Regions from separate parts of the Mus musculus genome. Here all the other regions are linked to region 1. Evidence: chromatin contacts called from public HiChIP or PLAC-seq and promoter capture Hi-C data. All regions are on one chromosome and are shown on one strand. Each heading gives the region's core, a stretch centred on a gene start, on an enhancer-like site or on the middle of the called end of the contact. The rest is flanking DNA. Distances are from core to core; before and after follow the strand shown.

Region 1 (3,607 bases), core at 236-2,735:
TTCTCTCCTGTTTACAGATGGAAAGTCTTTGTATTTGAGTGGGTAGAATTGATCAGCTTCTTTAGGAGTGAGAAATGAAGTATAAAACATTTTGCCAAGCAAAGTTGTCTTTTACTTGACTAATCTGATCATGGGCTTCAGCCTGTACCTCATTTTTGCCAAGGAGTTTCTGGCTCCTCAAGTAAGTTTAAGGCTTAGCTCCAAGCTTCACTGCCAAATCTCCACACACCAGTGACTCGTTTTATTTACTGTTTGTGTGAAGAGTAGAAATAACTTTCTCATAAGTTTTATCATCTATATTAACTACTTGGGCCAACAGGACTTTGTACATTTTAACTGACCTTTTTCATCCTCATGAAATCCGAGGGACCATCATAAAGGGAGTCAAGTATTACACCTCAAAGAGATGCAAGCTACCTCTGGCAGGCAGTCTTCTGGGTTGCTTTGTACTTTTCTTAACAATTACAGGGTCTCTAGATAGCTTTCCTAAAATCCAGAACGTAGTTTGCAGGATTGTGTAACACATTTCTCTAATATTTTCATTCTTGAGACTTGAAATATGAACTCATGCTTTTCATCTAGCCCTTCAGAGGCTCAGATTTCCTTGGACGTGCACAGCGGTTATAGCCAATCCAGGTGTTGGTCATGGGCTGTTCCTGCTAGAGTCTCCACTGCCCTGCAACCCGCACCCCATTTTCCGGTCATTAAGACCGCTGAAGTCTGAGCAGAGAAATCCAGGTGGCGAAATGGGCCAAGATCTGACATACTTGAGAAGGGAAACTGTGCCTAGAGTTTATCCAATAACTTGGTTCCTGAGTCTAACTTAATTCCTTGGCATGCCAAGAAAAGACTGTGTTTAAGGCTAGCCTGTTCTTTGGTCAGCGCCAGAGGTGACATTGGAAAAATACAGGGATAGTCGTTGGCGGCAAAGCTGGAGCCTAGGATAGTGCAGACCGCCCACCCCAGCCCGTACGTCTCTACCGGCAGATGGGGCCCCCGAGTGGCCCTAGCCACTACCGGCTGGTAGTGGGGGCGGCGGGGGCGCCCCTTCTGGGTTCGCCCTTGGGCTGGGCTCCCATCCCGCCGGTTGGAAAGAAGCGGGGGCGGAGGGGCCGGGCCAGCGTTGTGAGGGCGGGGCTTTCCTTTGTCAGGGGATTTGCCCGGCATGACCAGGACTGCCCCTCTCCTCTCACCCTCGCAGGCGGGGACACTATTACTCCCGTGGGTGAGGAGGGAGTGAGCTAGAGGGGGTGCGGGATGAGCTGGAGTCCCTCGCCCCAACCCCGGGAAGCCCCTCCCTCGCCGCCTTGGCCTCCAATCCTTGCCTCCGCCCCCTCCCCTCCCGGCGGGGCTCCCTATAGGCCCCGCCCCCGTCCTCCTCCCTAGCAGTCGGCGCCGCGCGCTCCCGGGCTTCCAAGGGGGCTGCCCGGGCGGGGCAGCGGCTGTGGCGGGGCTAGAAGGGGGAGGAGATCCGCCCGCCACCCGAGCACTTCCAGCCAGCGGCGTGTGAGCGGGCCGCGCGGCGTGAGAGAGGCGGGCTCGCCCCCCTCGTGCGGCCGGAGCGGAGCCTTTTGTTCCCGGCCAGAAGTTTGCATGCCGGGACCGTGACAGCTGCGGGCGGGGAGGACGGCTGCAGGGCCGGCGGCGTGGTGGAGAAAAGAGGCGACTGCTTGTCATGCAGCCCACGACGCGGCGGCTGGGGGCCGGGGACCTGCAGTGGCCGGGGAGGCGGCGCCCACAGGACACGGGACTTACTGCTGCCGGAGGGACAAACTAACTTCCTGAGCGCTAGACCCAAGGCCGGCCCGCCGGGAGCCACCTGCAAGGTTGCGGTGAGGCGACCCTGGCCCTCCGGGGCGCGAGGCATGGCGCGGGTTTGCGGGCGGTGCTAAGTGAGTCCAGACTGCCTCTTGGCCGCTGCCGCAGCCTGCCCGCCTTCTGAAAGGCCCAGCGTGGGCCTCCACTCGCCTTGTTTTGCGGCCACGATACAGTGTTGGCTTGGAAGCCACAACAATGCCATGATGTTTTGGAGACAGGAAGCCCCAAGCTGGCCCCGAATGAAGGACTTCCTGTGTTTAAAGTTGCAGGAATATCCGCTGACCAGCCCTGTTCAAATGCAAACACCCAACTAGAGAGGACGAATGGCTAATTCAGACCAGCTGGACTCTTTAGGGCTGAACACAGGATAAAATGAAAGGAATTCTTAGGAGCTTGGACCATACTTGAAGGCTAGAGAGGGTGTGCCATTGTTATAAAGGACATAGTTGGTATACATTTTCTGCTTCCAACTCAGCTTTGGTGCGAATCGAGTGAAACTAGATATTGAATAAGACTTGTCAATATCAAACGATTTTTTTGCTGACTGAATTTGAAAGGGCTTTAGAAAAGTAAAACCAGAAGCCATACAAGTATTTGTTTTATGTTTATTGATTAAATAATATCATTTGTCTTTCTGCAGTTATGAGGCTGCTAGCCTGTGAGGGAAAACCTGTTTGTCTTATTAGAGTTTCTCCCAAAATGGTTTCAAATTGGGAACTTCCAGATCTTTCTGAAAGGCAGATGCAATTGGTGGTTTGGAGTATAAACATGTAAGAGGACTTACAATTCATGTAGAATGTATTTTGAGAGAACCCGTGGCGGGGAAAAAAAACTTTTGAAAGATTGATGGTTCATCTTTATTGAAAAAGTATGGGTAAGCCACTTAGCAGGCCAGACTGTTTAAGGCGGAACCCTACCTGCCTGGGTAAAGGGGAAGATGAGGATGGCTATATAGAAGATTGCTATGTTCCACAGCGGTCTATATACGATACAATGAGGATAAATGAACAGATTGACCAGGGGTCAAAACTTAATCAGACGTCAAAAAGCACCATGGAGAAGATGGAAGGAAGTACCATATCCAGCAATGGTACATTAGGAGCATCATCTAATGTTTTTGAAGCTAGAGGACCAGAAGGCAAGAAGCTGGATGAGAGGATAATATTTGATGCATTAAAGCTAAGCAGTGATGTGCAGAAGTCAGCACCCGTGCCACCCAGACGTCGGCCAAATGCAGAACGCAAAGATAATGTTAACAGGAGATCGTGGAAGTCCTTCATGCCACCCAACTTCCCAGAATTTGCAGAAAGGATGGAGGCTTCTCTCAGTGAAGTATCAGAAGCTGGAGCTTCAAATCCTTCCTTGCAAGAGAAAAAAGAATCCAGTTCTGCATTGACAGAAAGTTCTGGTCACTTTGACCACAGGGAACCTCAGTCTGAGTCCGTTACTTTGGAACACATGTCCAAATCTGTAGATATTCCAGAAGTGCAAAATGTAAAAAATTTGAGAGACTGCCAGGACTTCAAATTCCAACAGCACAGTGAGAGCTCTCCCCATGAATTCCAGCCTCTGGGCTCAGAAGCTGCAGCAGCAAGTGGTAACACAGATGAAATGCAGGAGCACAGATTCTCAAGTGCAACCTGGCCCAGGGCCATGAAAAGTTCCTCCAAGGGAGGCTTCAGTGAGAAGCAGTATCCCCTTGGGGACACTGCCTGTGCAGTGGAACTACCACCTCTCTCTCCTTGCTTGAGTGAAGAGCTGTTGGATCCAGAATTGCATATGCTTATAA
Region 2 (3,605 bases), core at 508-3,007, 310 kb before region 1:
TATGGTGTGTCTGAAGACAGCTACAGTTTACTAAGATATAATAAATCTTAGAGAGAGAGAGAGAGACAGAGAGAGAGAGAGAGAGAGAGAGAGAGAGAGAGAGAGAGAGAGAGAGAGAGAATGGACAGAGATCTGAGAACTGCCACCTTTGCCATGGACTGGGCTCACTGGTCATGAATGTGCTAGCATATGGTGCCCTGGCTTCTAGCCCTAGAACTGCAAGGGGCTAGTTACCTGATGGCATTTGAGCACATGAGACCCTTAAGCAGGCCTTCACAGTGGCATAAGGAGAGGGGTGGGTTGGAAAGGGTGGCCATCAGTTCCGTGCCATTAGAACTTTGTGAGTATGGTTCACTACTTCCATAATGAGCCAATATTTGACTGGACACAGGCTGAGTGCTCAGAAAACTTTAATTGAACTGAAACCAGTTTCATATGGGACATCCAGCCGATGGAAGGGGGTGAGTGGAGCAAGTTGGAGTGATTGAATGAAATTAATAAATTGTGGACTCTCTTACTAGGGTTTCTATTGCTGTAAAAAGACTTGTGACCATGGCAACCATTTAATTGGGGCTGGCTTACAGTTTCAGAGGTTAGTCCACTATCATCATGGCAGGAAGCATGGCAGCATGCAGGAAGGCATGGTGTTGGAGAAGGAACTGAGATTTCTACATCTTGATCAACAGGCAGCAAAAGGAGACTAATCCACACTAGGCTTGACTTGAGCATAGGAGACCTCAAATCCCTCCCCAAAAGTGACACACTTTCTCCAACAAAGCCACACATACTCTCACAAGGCCACCCTTCCTAATAGTGCCACTGCCTATGAGGCAAGCATTCACACACGTGAATCTATGGGGGCCATTCCTATTGAACCCACCACATGGACTTCGGGAATTTTCTCCAGAAACTGTTCATTCGCAGGCACAGCATCTGTCTTATAGGCCAGGCCAGCCTTGAACTCAAGAGGATACATCCTCCTGTCTCAGCTTTCTGATTGCTTTGGTGCAAATGTCAGCTAATACATCAAAGAACGTTTTCATCATGTCACAGTATAAAGAAGTCCCTATAGTAACTCTATAGCTGTTTGTTTGTAACAAGATCTCACTATGTAGCCTTAGTTGGCCTAGAACTCATAGACATCCACCTGTTTCCGTTTCTTAATTTCTGTGATTTAAAGGCCTGAGCCACCACGTTAGGCACTATTATCTTTCTTTTAAGATTTACTTTATGTGCGAGAGTTTTGTCTTCATGTATGTGCACCATGTGTGTGCTCCTGGTATTGCTGAGGTTAGAAGAACTATGTTGGGTCCCCTGAATCTAGAGTTAAACCGAGGACCTCTCCCAGATCAACAAATGCTCTTAACCTCTGAGCTGTCTCTCCAGCCCGGCTATTATGTTTATTACCAAAAAGGGAAACTGCCACCGTGAAACTGGGAAACAGTCACACAAGTTTTGGGGTCACGGCACACGAGCTTTAATCACCACATTTCCTTGGGGTGAGGGAAGCACTACTCTTTCTCGAGTGTGACCTTGCTCAAGTAGCACAACAATCAACGGTCACGACAGTGCTGAAAGGGAGAACTCACTACCGGGCGCAGTAGTATGGGGAAAGTCGGTTTATCAGCTGTCAGCGTCTGGAGGCTGGGCTGCTTGCTGCGCAGGCGCAGACCCGCTGTGCTTGGTTTCTACAGTTCCTCGGCCGGTGGTTGATTTACGGCGTCGCTCTGGAGATGTCGTGCTGCGGGCGTCCTTTACGGCAGGCGTCTGCGTCCTCCCGCAGCCGGCGGTCGGGAATTGCACCAGGGACCTGACAAGGGCACTGCAGAGGTGCGGTAGGCGCTGCTGTGTCCGCACAGCCAAGAAGTTTCGTTCAGGATTAGCTCCTTGACACATTTCCTCTCTCTGTGGGTGGCCCAGGTCTGGGCGTGTCCTCCTGCCTTCCCTTCACCCCGTAACTAGGTCGTCACCCCCACCCCCGGCCCTCCGGAGCAAATCCACCGTCTGCCGGACTCCTGCCTTGGCCTCCTTCCTACCCTGACATCCCGCTCCTTTTTGTTTTTGTTTTGAGACAGGGTTTCTCTGTGTAGGCTGGAATTCACTCTGTAGACCAAGCTGGCCTTGAACTCACAGAGAAGCATCTGCCTCTGTCTTCCAAGTGTTGAGATTAAAGGCGTGCACCACATCCTGATTTTGGTCCCCAGAGCCCTCTACTTTCTTCCTGTTGTGCACTTGGCTCAGCAGCCGCTCCAGAGCCTCTGTCCGTCCTCATTGTCATAACTTCTGTTGTCTATGTTTGTGTGTGTGTGTGTGTGTGTGTGTGTGTGTGTGTGTGTGTGTGTGAGAGAGAGAGAGAGAGAGAGAGAGAGAGAGAGAGAGAGAGAGAGCGAGAGAGAGAGCGATGTAGATCCTCCTCTGGGACTTTTTCTATTCTCCCAATGGCTTCCTCCCCCGAATTCTTACTCAGGTTCCCAGTGTGGGTCTCCAGTGCTTATGATGAGCCGTTTCCCCCATTTGCCTCTGACATACACAGTAAATGACTAAAAGAATGGGAGGGAGCTTTATAAATTAAATTCACCTAAATGTCCGCGTACAGGATGGTTTTGATGTGGGTGCTGCGCTTGCTTTCCATTCTTAAGCACATTTGTCGTTTGGGATTATTTTGTTCTATGTCAACTTTACTATGTATTTTCCATATGTTCTTTTTGCTTAATGTATGTCATATTCTACTGAGCACCAGAATCTATCCACTGCTTTATAGTTGTACGTGTAAGTTGTTTGAGATTTCCTGATTTTTTTTATTTTTTTACAAAATTTTAATTTGACTTGTTCATTTATTTTTAGCAGTTAACTAGCATCTGCTCGATTTTGCTCTCAAAACAAAAGCAGTAGGAAAAACATAGAAGTAAATAGACTGTTACAGTAATGGACGAAGTACTTTTGGGGGGGGGGGTTCGAGACAGGGTTTCTCTGTGTAGCCCTGGCTGTCCTGGAACTCACTTTGTAGACCAGGCTGGCCTCGAACTCAGAGATCTGCCTGCCTCTGTCTCCCAAGTGCTGGGATTAAAGTCATGTGCCACAACTGCCCGGTGGACAAAGTACTTTTTAAAGTTTTAATTATGTGTGGATGTATGACTGTGGGCATGTGAGTGTAGCTACTCCGTGAAGCCAGACACATCATACGGCCCTGAAGCTGGAGCTGCAGCTACTTGTAAACCACCCAAAGTGGTTGCTGAGACTCCAGCTCGAGTCCTCTGCTAAAGCAGCATGCACTTTTAACCTCTAAGCCATCTCTCCAGCCTAGGACAGACTACTTCTATAAAAGGAGAGACACAAGAGAGTGTCCAAAGACACGTGTCATTTAGGTTGGGATGGAAAGAATGTATAGAACAATGTAAATAAATAGTGTGCTTATATTATTTCTCATTTTTCTTTTTTGGGGGAGAGTTGTTGTTTTGTTTTGTTTTTTGTTTTGCTTTTAGTTTGTTTATTTGAGTCAAAACAATTTTTTTCACCCTTGAAAAAAATAACCTTATACATAGAAAGAAAAAAAATTAATTTGGGTTTTTAGTCCATGAGTTTTGTGAAAGTCCCCAAATTACTCT
Region 3 (3,558 bases), core at 274-2,773, 310 kb after region 1:
GGAAAGTTCTCCTTCCCCTGGAGGGAATGTCACAAAACTGAGCACTGGATGCAGACCCACGCAGCCCGGGCCTTATCAGGTAGTTTCCAGGCGGCCACTGCTTTCCTCACCTTGCCTGGGAAATAAGAGACTGTGCCTGCTGGGAGGGCGAGCAGCTCCTCGGGTACAGAGGCTGGTGGCCATGCCAAGGCCCTTCCTTGCTTGCCCTGCTCTCAGCTCAAGTCCTGGTACCCAGTCCTAGCCCCAGGCTGTCTGTTACAGACAGGAGCAAAGCAGGTAGGGACTGAACCAACAGTAAATGCTTATGGCTACAGATAAAAGTTTTGGGGAAAAGACCTTTAAGACTCGTAGGAGAAAGTGGTCCTGATGTCTACAGGTCCCTGGAGAAAGGAGGAGCCACGCTTCGGGAGAATGGACTCACAGCTGCCCCTTGGGTCACTCACTGGCCTGAACACTCTCCGTGCCAGGCCAAGGTCCAGCTGCTAGGGCCCAGGCCCACAGGACTACAGTCATGTCTGAGTCTGTCCACTCCACCTCCTGACACTGCACCCCACCCACCAGTTCCTACTACACAGAAAGAGCCCGCCATCCGGGCGTGAGGGTCAGCTCTGGTCACTTTGATATGACCACAGGTTTCCACACTGAACTTTGTCCCTCTCTTCAGGGCTGCTTTTATCACAGTGACAGCATCATTTACTCATCAGTCTCCCCAGGACTGACTTCCGGTGCCACCTAGGGGACCTGGGCATCACCAGATAACTACTCCTAGGCATCATGGTGAGACAAGGCCTGGGGAACCTGCGCTAGCACTCAGACCTTCCAGTCCTGACCCCTGTAGTCCTTGCTTCCCGGGTGATGAGTCTGCCACATAGCGATTCCCTAAGCAGGGTCCTCACGCTCCTAGAGGCCTATCCCCAGTCAGATGGCTAGAATAGTCCCTCCAAGACAGGAAGCCATGCGCTCTCCACGTGGAGACTGCGGACACCCTGGGTCCCTCTGCACACTCACCTATGTTGACAAAGCTCATAATCAGGTCAGCACGGTCCAAGTGAGGCTGCGGGGTCCCACCGCCACTGTCATCCGTCATGGCACGGTACAGGTCCAACATAAAGAGGGGCGCAGACGCTGGCTGCTGGGCAGCCCCGACCGGTGCTCGGGATCGGGGCCGCCCCGGCAGCCCCAGCACCTCCCGAATCTCGCGCTGCATGTCGCGGGGCTCGCGTACTCCTAGTCGACGCTGGGGAAAGACGTGCGGGGGATGCGAGAGGTGACCGCCGCCCAACACGCACAGAGCCAGGCCCAGTAGCCATAGGAGTCCCGGACGCGCAGCCATCTCGGACGTTTAGCGGACTCGCATCCAGCGACGCCTCGACGACAAGGATGGGACAGCGCCGCGGATCCCGAGTTCGCACCTGTCGCGGGCAGCTCTAAGACGACTGCGCTCCACGCGCTCCGCAGGCAGCAGCCCAGCCTGTAGGTCCCGCAGAGCAACGTGGGCCCGCGCGGTAGGGAATAGCGAGTGTCCGGAGCAGGACCGACTTTCGGGGACTAGAACCCGGAGCGCTTCCTCGGCTCCTCCCCTTAGTGAACTCAACCAATGGGGGCTCTGGGGCGGGCCCGAGCGCGGACACACGTCTACAGGGTGTCTGTACCGCTACTACTAAAGGTGGGGGTGGAGGGAGCGAGTGGGACCCGGAGGTAGGTATCACCGGTCGGGGAGAAGCCATCATGGGTGTCCTGGGCCCCCATCCATCTGCCTGGGCACACTCCGGGCTCCGCGCGGAGACGTCGGTGTCTCTGAAGCAGACACCTGCACCTTGGAGCGAATTGCTTAGAGTTGGGAGAGCGCCCAAGTCCGGGAGCTGGGGTGGGCCCCACATGTCTCCGGAAGCGCCCATTGGACTGGCCGTCGGGGCGGGGCGGATGCCAACCATGCCTCGAGGGTGGGGCACATTCTGTCGCCAGAAGCTGCCAGGGCCCGGACTCCGCCGCTCCTGTCTGCTAGGTGCCTTCCCCGCTGTCCGGGGAAGACGCCTCCTTCACCGATGAGCGCTGGTTCTGTGCGCCAAGCTATTCTCTGCCAGGCCCAGACAGACCACACTGCTGGCTAATCCAACCTCAGATTGACTCTGGAGTATCCGGGAGGGAAACCCAGGCACACAGAGCTTAAACACCTTCCCTCAGGCCGCACAACAATGGAACTAGAAAGCTTCAGGCACTGGGTGGTTGGCTGCTGGAGAGGCTACCAAGAGGGATATGCGTTAAAGGGCTTAACAGACAGTGCGCTACATAAGGGTTTTGACCAACTATGAATTCTTTAGCGTGGATTCAAAATAATATTCCAAATAAATCACACCACCAAAATCATCTTGATGTGATCCCCTAAACGGTTTAAAAAAAAAAAAAAGATTTATTTATTTATTTGATGTTTGTGACTACACTGTCGCTGTCTTCAGACACACCAGAAGAGGGCATCAGAATCCATTACGGATGGTTGTGAGCCATCGTGTGGTTGTTGGGAATTGAACTCAGGACCTCTGAAAGAGCAGTCAGTGCTCTTAACCACTGAGCCATCTCTCCAGCCCCTCAAAGATTTAAATGTCAATTAAATCCTTAATGCAATCTTTCAGTTGTGCCTCAAGCACACACTAGTCTTATAACCGAATCAACAGGTCAATTTCCATACTATTTCAAAGTCCCATAAAGACAATGGATATGCCAACTAACCATTGAAAATGGCTAGGTGAGACAGAACAAAGATACTGAAGGCAAGGATAGGTTGAAATGAGGATGGACTTAGGTGCTGATGCTGGAGGCGGGTAGAGCTCTCTCTCTCTCTCTCTCTCTCTCTCTCTCTCTCTCTCTCTCTCTCGTGTGTGTGTGTGTGTGTGTGTGTGTGTGTGTGTGTGTGTTGCGTTGCAGTACTGGGGATTGCAACCAGAGCCTTCTACAGGCTAAATGAATGCCCAAACACTGAGCTAAACTCTCAGCCTTGTACATTAGTTACCACACAAAACATGACCCCATTTGCTGTACTCAATGATGCTTTGCCATTGTACTTCTCAAATATTTAAAACTGGCTTGCAGTGGAACCTTAAGGGTTCTCTGGAAAGTGTTGGATGGTGTTTTCGCTGGGTTAAACACATGAAGGAGTGTTTTTCCTGAAGTGGACACAGGTGAAAAGGGATGTTTAGCTGAAGCAGACACAGGAGAAAGGATGTTCTGCTAAAGCAAGCATGTGAAAAGACACATGACAAAGGATCTCTTGCTAACAACACAAGTGTATTGGTCCACCTTACACTGCGTAGCTGAGCTCCATTTGTCAGGACTCCATAGAGAGAAAAGCACCAGAAACTTCTGGTGGTGTGTGCAGCTTCTTGCCACTTCTGCGGACTCAGGCTGATTGGCAGAGTGATGTCAGCTGAGACAGACGCATGGGGAAATTTGCTAAGACTCAAGACTCGTGGAGAACACCTGATATTCTGAGGGCATATAAATAGGACTCAACGGACAGTGACAGAGGCATGGCTTGCTTGTGTAGCTAAATGCTTCTTGGTC

What was found. HiChIP or PLAC-seq counts read pairs in DNA pulled down with a chosen protein or histone mark. Capture Hi-C pulls out chosen DNA fragments and counts their contacts.
Region 2: a promoter capture Hi-C map of pancreatic islet shows a contact between it and region 1. The contact joins the promoter of Ndufs5 here to the promoter of D830031N03Rik in region 1. A contact is called at or near these places in 1 of 39 promoter capture datasets (cranial neural crest), 1 of 115 datasets of contacts at active chromatin or transcription factors (astrocytes) and 3 of 9 other capture datasets (adipose tissue, liver and pancreatic islet).
Region 3: a contact with region 1 is called in a FOXA1 HiChIP or PLAC-seq map of pancreatic cancer cells. The contact joins the promoter of Bmp8b here to the promoter of D830031N03Rik in region 1. A contact is called at or near these places in 1 of 39 promoter capture datasets (cranial neural crest) and 1 of 115 datasets of contacts at active chromatin or transcription factors (pancreatic cancer cells).

Annotation. Positions count from the first base shown.
Region 1 is chr4:123,409,789-123,413,395 of GRCm38.p6, reverse strand. D830031N03Rik (RIKEN cDNA D830031N03 gene) reads left to right here and starts at 1,485. Exons shown (of 1, transcript NM_001167918.1): 1 at 1,485-3,607. The coding sequence starts at 2,689. The region is part of intron 57 of Macf1 (microtubule-actin crosslinking factor 1); the gene reads left to right.
Region 2 is chr4:123,716,338-123,719,942 of GRCm38.p6, reverse strand. Ndufs5 (NADH:ubiquinone oxidoreductase core subunit S5) reads left to right here and starts at 1,757. Exons shown (of 3, transcript NM_001030274.1): 1 at 1,757-1,830.
Region 3 is chr4:123,103,126-123,106,683 of GRCm38.p6, reverse strand. It overlaps Bmp8b (bone morphogenetic protein 8b), which reads right to left and starts at 1,523. Exons shown (of 7, transcript NM_007559.5): 1 at 1,009-1,523. The coding sequence starts at 1,333.